2 separate regions of the Lactuca sativa genome follow, and region 1 is linked to region 2. Evidence: chromatin contacts called from public Hi-C data. All regions are on one chromosome and are shown on one strand. Each heading gives the region's core, a stretch centred on a gene start, on an enhancer-like site or on the middle of the called end of the contact. The rest is flanking DNA. Distances are from core to core; before and after follow the strand shown. Region 1 holds the start of LOC111920411 (U-box domain-containing protein 44). Region 2 holds the start of LOC111920408 (MAG2-interacting protein 2).

The links. Hi-C and Micro-C count contacts between places; a contact is called where the count stands out from the background.
Region 1: a contact with region 2 is called in a Hi-C map of seed, with 5 times the contacts expected there. The contact joins the promoter of LOC111920411 here to the promoter of LOC111920408 in region 2. A contact is called at or near these places in 3 of 4 Hi-C or Micro-C datasets (leaf and seed).

Annotation. Positions count from the first base shown.
Region 1 is chr9:66,139,395-66,145,367 of Lsat_Salinas_v11, forward strand. LOC111920411 (U-box domain-containing protein 44) reads left to right here and starts at 4,609. Exons shown (of 4, transcript XM_023915993.3): 1 at 4,609-5,814; 2 at 5,891-5,973. The coding sequence starts at 4,609.
Region 2 is chr9:65,932,537-65,938,361 of Lsat_Salinas_v11, forward strand. LOC111920408 (MAG2-interacting protein 2) reads right to left here and starts at 2,314. Exons shown (of 12, transcript XM_023915991.3): 1 at 2,043-2,314; 2 at 1,920-1,968; 3 at 564-737; 4 at 227-428; 5 at 1-74. The coding sequence starts at 2,147. LOC111920409 reads right to left here and starts at 5,575. Exons shown (of 6, transcript XM_023915992.3): 1 at 5,423-5,575; 2 at 4,790-4,866; 3 at 4,620-4,715; 4 at 4,392-4,495; 5 at 4,170-4,306; 6 at 3,751-4,085. The coding sequence starts at 4,849. The coding sequence ends at 4,003.

The DNA.
Region 1 (5,973 bases), core at 3,359-5,858, 210 kb after region 2:
AAAGTCTCAACCTTTTCTTAGTTTATGCTTAGATATCCTCCTTAGGATTATTTTGCATGTTTAAGTCATGATGGTGTGTGTATTGGGAGTTGGACGTCCCATTGAGGCAAAACCCTTCAGATCTAGAGTTCTAAGGAGCTCTTATGGCATAAATGTGCCAACTTTATGGTCGTAAGGGCTCCATGCATCCATTAAGCCCTTATTATGGTTTCTTTTAAGCTTTTAAGCTTCTTATAGCCTCGAATATGAGTAAAGTTGGGAACTTTACATGACCTTTCAGCCCTTAAGGTCCAGATCTACATTCATGAGCCTTGTCTTGAAGATTTGGCGACTTAATGGATAAAGAGGAGTATTTCCTCAAGAACTCGGCGAGTTAAGTCGACTTTTCCCAACTCTGCTGGCTAAAAGGGAAACTCGGCGAGTACATGGGTGAACTCGGCGAGTCCACTGGCTTTTTGCGATTCTGTTGATTAGTGAGGAAACTCGGCGAGTTGAGGAATGACTCAGTGAGTTGAGTCAACTCGGAATGTTGACTTTGACAAAGTTGAACTTTTAAGGGGTTTTGAAATATTGATCGATACCTAAGGGATTGTTTCTATTTAGGGGTTGAATAGAGCTAATTTCCAGGGCTGAGATTTATCTACCTATCATTCAGTATTCGAGGTGAGTTTCTTTACCAGGTTTAGTGAGTTGAAGGCATCAAGGCGGGCCCATGGTTATATTATATGTTAGTATGCTAGTTGTCTCCGTGACTCTTGTATGTGTTGTGTTTATATGTTTCCGGGTCAAGGCCCGATGGATATCCGTATGCTATATGACTCTATGAATATTGCATGTATATGTGTTTATTTTGATATATGTTACTGTATGTTGGGTTGGGCCCGTTTTACCGAGCTTAGCTCGATGCCAGGCGGGGTCTGATACCGGACGGGGTCCGAAGTCAGGTGGGGACCGATGACGGGCAGGGCCGAGTATATGTTTATTGTACGATTGGTATGTGGTATCAGGGGGAACTCACTAAGCTTTGTGCTTACGGTTTTAGTTTATGTTTCAGGTACTTCTGGTTCCAAGGGGAAGAGCTCCGGATGACTGCACCACACACACCATTAGGATTCCGCATTTGATGTTTTACTCTGATTTTATGACAATAGATATATTGATTTTGTTTTGGAAATGTTGGATGATATTGGTTACTACTCTATTTATTATAAAAAAAATTGAGACTAGTTTTAGTAGGGGTGAGCAAACCCAAACCAAGAAACCGACTAAAACTGACGAAACCGAAACCGAAGCAAAACCGACGGTTAGGGTTTGGATTTTTTAAAAAATGAAAAATCGGGTTTGAATTCGGTTTTTACCAAGAAACCGACCCATCCAACCCGAGAAACCGACCCATACTTAAAACCGACAAACCTCCCATAGAAACCGACCCATCCAACCCGAGAAACCGACCCATAGTTGATTGTTTTTTGGTTTTAATAGACTATTTCGGGCTTTGGTTGTAACTTGTAATAGACTATTTGTTGTAAGAATCATGTTTTTTGAAATATTTAACTTAAATTTGGTGTTTTTTCAAGTATTTAAGTTGTTGCTTCATTTATGGAAAATGGATTAAAACCCAAAACCCGTGAATATATGGGTTGAACCCAAGAAACCGAAAACCGCCCAAACCGACCTCAGAACCCGAGAAACCGAACCGACCAGAAACCAATCCTATTGGGTTCTGAAAACCAGAAACTGACCATTTATGGGTTGGGTTGGGTTTGGGTCCAAAACCGATCCATGCACAACCCTAAGTTTTAGGATGTTTCACCACCACTAACCACTATAGTGGTGGGTGTCACATCATCATCATATCCAACCACTCAAAAGTTGGGATACCCACTACTATATCCCTCTTATTTTTATTTTTTAATTAAAAGTTATATGTATTTTATTGGAGAGAGAGAGAGAGAGAGAGAGAGAGAGAGAAGCTTATTAGATATGGTAGCTTGTTCTCTCCACCACAAAAATGCTTGATCAATGGCCATCACTAAACATCGGGATGATGTTTACTATAGTGGTTCGTGGCCACCTAGATCACGAAGGGCTTCATGATACCCATTGTGGATGACCTTATCAAAATAAAACACCTAGAAAAGTTACATGCATAATTATAACCTTGACAACATCATTCGATGTTATACACTAACTGTCACCGATTAGAGTGACTAAACGAACATAATTAAACAAGTTCAATGATCAATGATAGCTTAAACAAAATATAATGACCAAAATAAAACACTCGGGAAAATTCAGTCACTAAAAATGACATAAACCCATATAAATATTATTAACAACCATACAACCTTATAGAATATCTTACTCATAAATCTTTTGTGAAGATCGTGATCATATTTTTATAGCAATATCATAAGATCATATGATTCTACAACCACAACCGAATTACGATTTTAACAACATTAGTAAATGATATCATAATCACTCATTTTTTTGGAGTTTAACATTGAAAAACTAATGACCTATTGGTTGTTGACGAGGATATATTCCTAGATGACCTAGTGGCCTAGTCCAAATCATGCCCAAGACATAAAAGGGTTGGATATTAGAAAGAAAGATTTACAAAGTACTATGATGTTTTAACGTATTGCCAAGAGTCAAACCGCAAACCCTCTCTCCTGTATCCTCGAATAACATGGAAGTCGTAGTAGACCTCCGTAAAACCCATTTGATAAACTAAAAACAAATAACAAATTCCCTCATCCTGCAAAATCCATATATAACTTTGTATAAAAATTTGATGAAAAAAATCTGATTATTGGGTCTTTTCAGTAACAATCAATAAGATCTTACAAAAATAAAGCATTGACGTTTGTAAAAGAGTAAATTACACGAATGGTCCCTATGGTTTTGGGTACTTTGCACGTTTGGTCCCTAACTTATTTTCTTAATTCAGAAAGATGCCTACTGTTTGTTTTTGTTACGTGTTTGGTCCCTATCTTACCTAAAAAGACTATTATGCCATTGATTTTTTAATTTATTTAAATAAACACACCCCTAATGCCACCCCTCACCTTACCTCACCTACCTCATCATTTTTCCCTCTTTAAATAATAGTCTTTTTAGGTAAGTCAATGACCAAATACGTAACAAAAATAAATAGTAGGGACCAAACGTATAACAAAAACAAACCATAGGGACCTTTCGAGTTAAAAAAATAAGTTAGGGACCAAACACGCAAATTACCCAAACCATAGGGACCATTCGTGTAATTTACTCTAATAAAAGTTGTCAAACAAATTTAGGAAATAGGAAGCGGTCAAGCAGAGAAAAAAACAAAATGGAGGGAAAAGTCTTGTTTCTTCTTTCTTTCGTTCTTCATGAAGAAGCCGCGTCAAAATTATTAAATATTTTATTAGTTATAGGACTTCGAACTAGAAGTCGTTCGTCTTCGTTCCCACTTGTTTTACTAAATTTAAGATCAGAATTCGACTCCCTTTCACTCTCTTCTCTTCTCCAGCTCATCATTCCTGCCGGATGTTCACAATCGGAGCCAATCTTATACTTACTGTTCGGAGCTGCTTCATCAGGTAAGTGCGTCAAATAGTATACGACCTTAATTACTCATTCGATTATAGTTTCATTTCTCCGATTACATGGATGTTTGTGTGTGTATATGTTTCTAGCTATTGAAATTGAATCTGTGATATTATGGATCCTAACAAAGTTACTGAAACCTGCAATACAAGTTGGACATTATTATGAAACGATAGAATTAAGAATTTTATTTGGATCTTTTGGTGGTTTTCATGATGAATGTGTTTATAGTTTCAAAAGCATGGATAAACTATCGACAGATAACACCAAACCGAAGGAAATCCCTAATTTCTTTTGAGTCTGAAATTGGGGCACAAATCACAATACAATGGAATTTTGTCGGTGGTTTTCATGATTGAGGAATGTTACGAAACAACATAATTAAAAGAGTTTTCTTGATGTATGTTTATTATTTAACTTCTTTGTATGAAAAGGTCTCCTTTCGATTTATCAGAAGTGAAATAAGCTTAAGTGGCGTTTGGGATTGTTTATTTGAAACGATTATTGACTTATTTCGGTTTTAGCACCGACAATAAAGAGTTTTGTGTTTGAATAAAAAGATTACATAAACAGTTATTAACTTAAATAAAAAGTTTTTCATAAGTTATTACTTACACATAAAAGAAGATTTTGTCAGACACTAAAACTAACTTAGTTAACTTATCACTTATTTCGTTTTAAGAATAACTTTTTTCTAAAACTCCGTTTTGACTCGACATCATATAAGTTAATAAGCACCACAAACACCTTAATCCTTGAACTATATTTTTTGTTCCAAAAAAAGTTATAAGAGTGCTCATGATTACATTTGCTTTGAAAGAAACTTTACTTCGACAAGATGCTTGATAAGTACATTGCTATTATTGGTAAATAATTAGATTCATGTTATAGATAAGGAATTATAAATACATTGCTATTTAATACAAGTTTGCTGGATGCAGGATCGCAGGTTATGGTCTGGAATCTACAACTACTTACAAGTTGCAATTCTCTTGAAAACATTCCAAAATCATGAGTTCAAATGGACCAGATCCAGACACTCTTTCATGGGCTATCTCCACAACACTTAAGACACTTCATGCCACAAAATCCACCCAAATTCAAAAGGAAAATTTCAACAAGCTTTCATCTTACTTGGAGAAAATAACTCACATTCTACAAGAACTCACAAACTTTGAGATCAATGACTCCGGAAGCTTAAAAAACGCTATTCATGTTCTTACTAAACACGTTTCAGAAGCTAACAATCTCGCTCTCGAATGCACCAACAGGAACAAAATCTACCTCTTGCTAAACTCAAAAAAACTCGTTAAAACCTTAGAAAATATCACGAAAGAGATGGCAAATGCTCTAAACCTTCTTCCTAATTTCATCTCCTTCAATGGCCTCAGCCAAGACATCATCAAGCTATCCAACATCATGATGGAACCAAAGTATCAGGAAACAGTAAGAGAAGATGAAATCAAAGAGAGAATCGAATCAGGGATAAGAGAGAGAAACGTCGACAGAGCTTACGCCAACAGTTTACTCGTCTCCATTGCTGACGTCATCGGGATCTCCACAGAGCAGTCGGTGTTGCGACAGGAATATGAAGAATTCAAAAACGAAATGGAAACTGTGGGTCCGGCAGAAGACGTGGCGGAGGTTTTACAAGTCGAACAGATCGTGGCGTTGTTAGGGAAAGCCGATATCATCGCAACTCTAGAAGAACGTGAAAAGAAGTATTTTAGTAAGAGAAACTCGTTAGGGCGGCAACCGTTAGAACCGCTTCAATCGTTTTACTGTCCAATCACTGGCGACGTGATGGAAGATCCGGTGGAAACGCCGTCGGGGCATAGCTTTGAGAGGTACGCGATTGAGAAGTGGTTGGCAGAAGGGAATAATGGTTGTCCGATTACGAAGACGCCGTTGAAAGCATCGGGCTTGAGGACTAATAAGACGCTTCGTCAATCGATTGAAGAGTGGAGAGATAGAAACACGATGATTTTTATTGGTTCTATGAAGTCGCGGATTCTTTCTAATGAGGAGGAAGAAGTGATAGTGTCGTTAGGGAAGCTTCGAGATTTGTGTTTGGAAAGAGAGCTTCATCAAGAATGGCTGATGATGGAAGACTACTTGCCTGTTCTTCTTTCGCTTCTTTCTACCAAGAATTTTAAAATTAGATCGCATGTACTCGTTATTCTTCGCATCCTTGCAACCAACAACGATGACAGGAAGGTATGAATCAATTTAGAATCACATCAAACACCTCTACAGATTTAAAAGTTCATAATCTTTGATCGGTAACTTACAGGAAACCATAGCTAAAACGGATGATGGCATCAAATTGATTGTGTGTTCTCTAGCACGAAAGATCAAAGAAAGTAAGTTGGCATT
Region 2 (5,825 bases), core at 1,064-3,563:
TGGAGGCACTTGGGTCCTGACTAATCTCAATCTCATGAACTGAACCATCTGATGCAAGGATGCTAAACGTACACCTGTGAAAATGTGTTCACTTTAAGAAACATAGACATTCAAAATGATAATAACACTGACAAATTAATCAAACAAGCATGCAAGTAAATGAACACAATTGGTAATATTAAATTAGGTTAGAGATTCAGTTTTGAGACAGAGTCATAGTACTTACAAACAAGACTTTTTCACATCCTTATCGTCATGAATAACAAAACTGATAATTGGCAAAGGCACTTTTAAATGCTGCTTTGTAATTCTGGTTATCTCTTCACCATTTGCTCTTATGAAATAAAGGGTATCGGTATTATCAAAAATTCCTAGAACACCATGATCTTCTGACCAGGCTCCAAACGTGTATGTGATAGGGTAGCTGCCTGGTTTCACAGAGCTTAATTAGTCGTGTGTCGTTAAGCTCTCTTTTATGAAAGAGAAAAGATCCACAATCATATATATAATAATGGTATTAAAGTAAACTATAAGATATAATGACAAGCATTTAGGAATCTTACAAGTGAATATCCCACAAGGCTCTTGGTAATTATCATCTCTCTGTAGAATAGTTATCTCGTTTCCAACTGCTATAGCCACATGTTCGCCACTTGGCGAAACAAACATCGATATCCATTTGCTCAATTTCTGTGGATATTTACTTGTGGCCCATTTTTCTCTAAACTCATTCAGACCTTCATGGTATAGTAGAAGCAATAAAGGTATAAGAAGAGAATAGTTATCATATTTAACCAATAAAAAAAAGCAAAATCATATCCATTGTAGATCATCTTGAGAAACTCACATCACATGTAAGATAACACATAAACTTATTATCTCTCCTCTGATCTAAATATAAAGCATTATAACTGGCAAGGGACAGTGACAGATCAACTTTTCATATGTTTACAGTAATTATTTTTTAGCTACAAAAGCTGCAGCATGGAAAACATCAGTTTGACTTTAGTGATAGGAACAAATAGTGATACATGTCTCATTGCTTCTAAGTTGACTAAAATACGATAAAGAAAACACAAGACCGTAACATACTTATTATCTCTCATCTGATCTAAATATAAAGCATTATAACTGGCAATGGAACTAGAGAGTGCAATGCTACTTTCATGACCCTTCTATCCATTAAAATGATATAATCCCACAGAATCACATCTCACCATAGTGCCATCACTCATCTCCAACACATGGACAAATCTGTTGTTTTCCAAGTGCTTGCTACAGATAATTTATACAGCAGCTTATCCTAACCTTTCACTTCATCAGAGATATACTGAAATACATAACATATTTTCTAGTTTTGCCTACTATCTAAAATAACTTGGTGGTCTACAATAGGGGTAAAAGGCCAAAGACACGCATGCTAATGGAACCTTCTAGAAACTACTAATAATAACTAGTTCGCACAAACCGATACCTATCAAGTCCCTTAAACCAAGTGGTTGTGAGTTCAAGACCTTTCAGCAATTAAAGAAAGAAAATAACTACGAGTTCTTCAAGTTGTGTGAATGATTTTGATCCTATATGACCAGATCCCTCTGTTCCCAACAAGGACCTAGGCATCGATTTTACAAACGTAGCACATATCAATGCAGAATTAGTTTTTTAATCTTGCTGTACATCTTATATAATTCTACATGAAGTAGTTAATATCAAGTGGAATGTAATTAGCAGAACTTCATTAATAAGTTTATACTACACGTCAATTTCGAAGTTGAAAATCAACTCCTATGACGCCCAAAGTCCAAGTGCAGCGAAGCAATCAGGATTTCAATGGATACGCAGGTAAATCAAATACTACATAATCAGCCAATTTGAATTACTAAATGCAGTTAAGAGAAAAGGCAAAGATCGGAATGCACCTTGCGCCGAAAGAAACCTGAGGAAACCTCCTTTAGTGGCTTCATTTAGCTGAAATTCCAATTTGAAAACTTTTATTAAAATCATGAACTAACAAACAATGATCATTGTTAAGGAAACTGAACCTGGTGATGAACAGGGGGGTAATTTGGAGAGTAAGGTCTAGACGCGTGATGACGAGTCTCGTAGAGAACTTGAGGAATTGTTCTTGTTTCCTCCTCAATTTCCATTATAGAGTATATGAACAACTTGCTACTGCTACTGGTATTGCTGCTCTACAGAATCAAAATCTGGTGGTTTTACCCTGGAGATCTTACGAAGAAAAATGTCGTACGGGACACGAAGACGATTCCATTGAAACAGAAAACCGGGTCAGAATCACATGATACCGTTTGGGGTTTTTTTTTTCTCCTTTAGTCGGTATGAGAGTGCGGACCCAAAACTGTGCACAGATCCGATCCACTATAACGTGGCCCATGACAGTATTTTGGGCCATCTTTTCATTTATTAGCCTATTCATGGTCAAATTACTAAAGTGTGTCTCCACGTAATACCAAAAAAAAACCCTAATTATTTACCTGTTGTTCATCGGAGGGTCATCTCTTTAATCGTATCCGAACAGTGCCTCCACGTAATACCAAATATTTAGACGACCACGCAGCCACTGTGCACCATTTTTTCTTCCTTAGGATTTGAACGCAGATCGATCTTCTTACAAGTATCCCTCTTTTTGTCTATTAAGAAATCAGAATGTATAATGGATTTTTTCCATCGATGTAATTAAAGATACTTATTAGCCCGTGTAGTTTTAACACACATGGTAATCTAATTAGAATTAGAATTTGTAAATATAAATTTTAATTCAGAAAATTTATATGATTCATTAGTAACGTGTTGTTTTTCGATAACAGTTAAAACTTTAAAAAATTAATTATTAAAAGTTAATAAATTAAATAGTCGTCAGCAACTAATATGGTTTTTTTTAGTTGTTTTATAAATGTCAGATTTAGCAATACTAAAACCAAAAAATATTATGTTGTAATTAATTTCTTAAATAAAAAATCTGCAATTTATGGCACATACACAATCGCTTATTAATGGCTTGTTCATGTATCTTTCATACGGTTTTTTTAGTTGTTTTATAAATGTCATATTTAGCAATACTAAAACCAAAAAACATTATGTTATAACTAATTTCTTAAACAAAAAATCTACAATATACGACATATACACAATCACTTATTCATGCATCTTTCGGTGTGAGTCCTAAATAAATTTAGTAAATAACTAATTAGATGTACGTTAAGTTCACACATTTATTCATCATAAATACATATTAGTGGTACCTCGTATTCTGGTAACATTCATGCAAGTAACTATCAAAGATTTTGACAATTTGTATGTTGTCTTAACTATATTTTGAAATAGATAATGATTAAAATTGTTCATTTTAGATAGAGATGGTAGATTTATAAACAAAACTTTCAATATTATATATAGAGAATTTTTTAGAAGTTTATAAACAATTTGTATATTTTAATTTTTTATATCTTTTTTTTTAAATTTTAAGTATATCGCACTCCATTCATCATTTAATTTGTAATTTAGTGAGTTTTGTTTATGTATGTTATATTTATCGGATAACAATGTCATTTCTATGATTGATTGTGTTTTTTTCACTCTATTCAAATTCATATTGTATGATATAAAATCATAATTTTATCAAATCACTACACATATAAAACAAACGTTCAAATTTATATTGTATCATATAAGATCATAATTTTATCAAATGTCTGCATATTAAACCATGTAAACACTAAAGAAACAATATAATCCAAGATAAAACAACTTCACCCAAACACATACCACATTCGGACATGTACAGTCTCCAAAACCTTAAAATTTTAAAAAATATAATTTCTATTTCTCGCAAAATATTAAGATATTATGTCATTCTATAACCCATGAACTCGAATCTTCAAAGAGAATTTATTGGTAAACCAACAAAATCCCAAAATTGACATCTTATTAAAAATTAAAAAATTAAAAAAAAAAAAAAAAAAAAAAAAAAGTGAGAGGTGATTAAAGATCCGGCATGCCCTTCCCGGTTTTCACATCATACGTCTTCTCCACCACCAGCCCCATAGGAGTATCCTTTGGACCAGCTGTTGTTAAAAACACAATGAGAAAAATTCTAAGAAATGCTATTGTGATTTATGACATAAACAACAAAATAAATGAGATATTACCAATTGTTGGGCGTGGAGTAGCTCTAATTTTCAAAATTTCAGGACGAGGGATGATTGACCCTGATGCCCCTATGCCTCTTGAAACTCTGACTTTACTTCCATCTTCTTGATACCTTATCCCAACCTTACATGGCTGCCTACAATTTAAAATACATATATATCATCATCATCTTACACAAGTGTTAAATGGAAATAAAAAAAAAATGTAAAAAATATTACTACTTTGTCACAGGATCGACAATTTGAACATTTGAGACATGTAGAGGAGCTTCTACAGTAAAAATCCCACCTTCATGCCCTTGCCCTTGCTTTATATGCTTCTTTACCTGCAAATAACACCAAATTCAGATTGAAAGTTTGGTTATGTAATATCTAATATGTATATATGCATTAACAATCATTGTTAGCAAACATAAAAGAAACTGGGATTGGATTTGGGAGACTATTTACCAAGTTCTTTCCCTCAACAATAACACGATTCTGGGAGCGAATCACGCGTTTAACTGTTCCACTTTCCCCTCTATCTTTGCCCCTAATAATCATTACCTGCAATGCAATAAAGAATAATCATTTACACTTACACATGAGCAAAAAAGTAAAAGTTTTCTTAATTCTTATACATTATCTCCTCTCAAAATCTTCCAGTGATGTATGAGCTTCTGAGCTGCTTTCCATCCCATTGTATGCTATTGCTAGTCTGAAATCAATATTCAACAAGATGCCATTTAAGTTACTACTGAAATAAAACTTATTTACAAGTTTCTATTAGCAAGTCAACAATTTCACCATAAAAGCATGCCCAAAATTCTTCTAATATTTTCATTATTATGCTTGGGTTAAATATATTTATGAATTGAATAGCAAGCAGTCTGTTTTAAGGTTGTAAGCAAATTGACACCGTTGTAATTCAATGTATTGTCATTTGAGGTCAATATAAGAGCAGTGTAACAGGTTCACATTTGAAATTAGACTGTCATTTTTAGTCATCAAATGAGTTCAAGGTCTTTTCCCCTTTGTTTTTAGCATTATAGACATCAAATTAATTCAATGTATTGTCATATGTTCAGACAAAACAATAGAACGATAACCATTGCTTGGCTAGATTTCACAAAGTAAAAAAACCACATATAATATAAAACTAAATTAACCCCAAAACTTAGGTTAGATAGTTTAGGGTATATACAAAAACATACAATACATCAGAAGAATTAGATCAAACAATTTAGAAAAAACATGAATTTGGTTATACTTACCTGAAACTTGAGAGGCGGAAAGACTAGTGCAGATGAGTGAGAGGCCGAGAAAGATGATGAAATTCAAGGTGCAGCGATATTGTCGAGACTCCAGAGTCTAGAGTAGGGAGGCGATAGTGAAGGAACCCACCGGCCACCACACTTGAAGGCTTTTTATTTTATTTTTTCTTTTTTATTTGCGAAAACTGCAAAGTTGGTCCTTCGTTTTCTAAAAATTACGGATGAAGTCTAAAATTGTAAAAAATTGGTTCTTTATTTTCTAAAAATTATGGACGAGGTCTAAAATTGTATAAAAATGGTTCTTCATTTTCTAAAAATTATGATGTCTAAAATCTTTTCAAATTCTGTCAATGAGCCTTTTTTGATACTTTTAACTAAATAAAAGACTAAAAAAAAGTGAGAA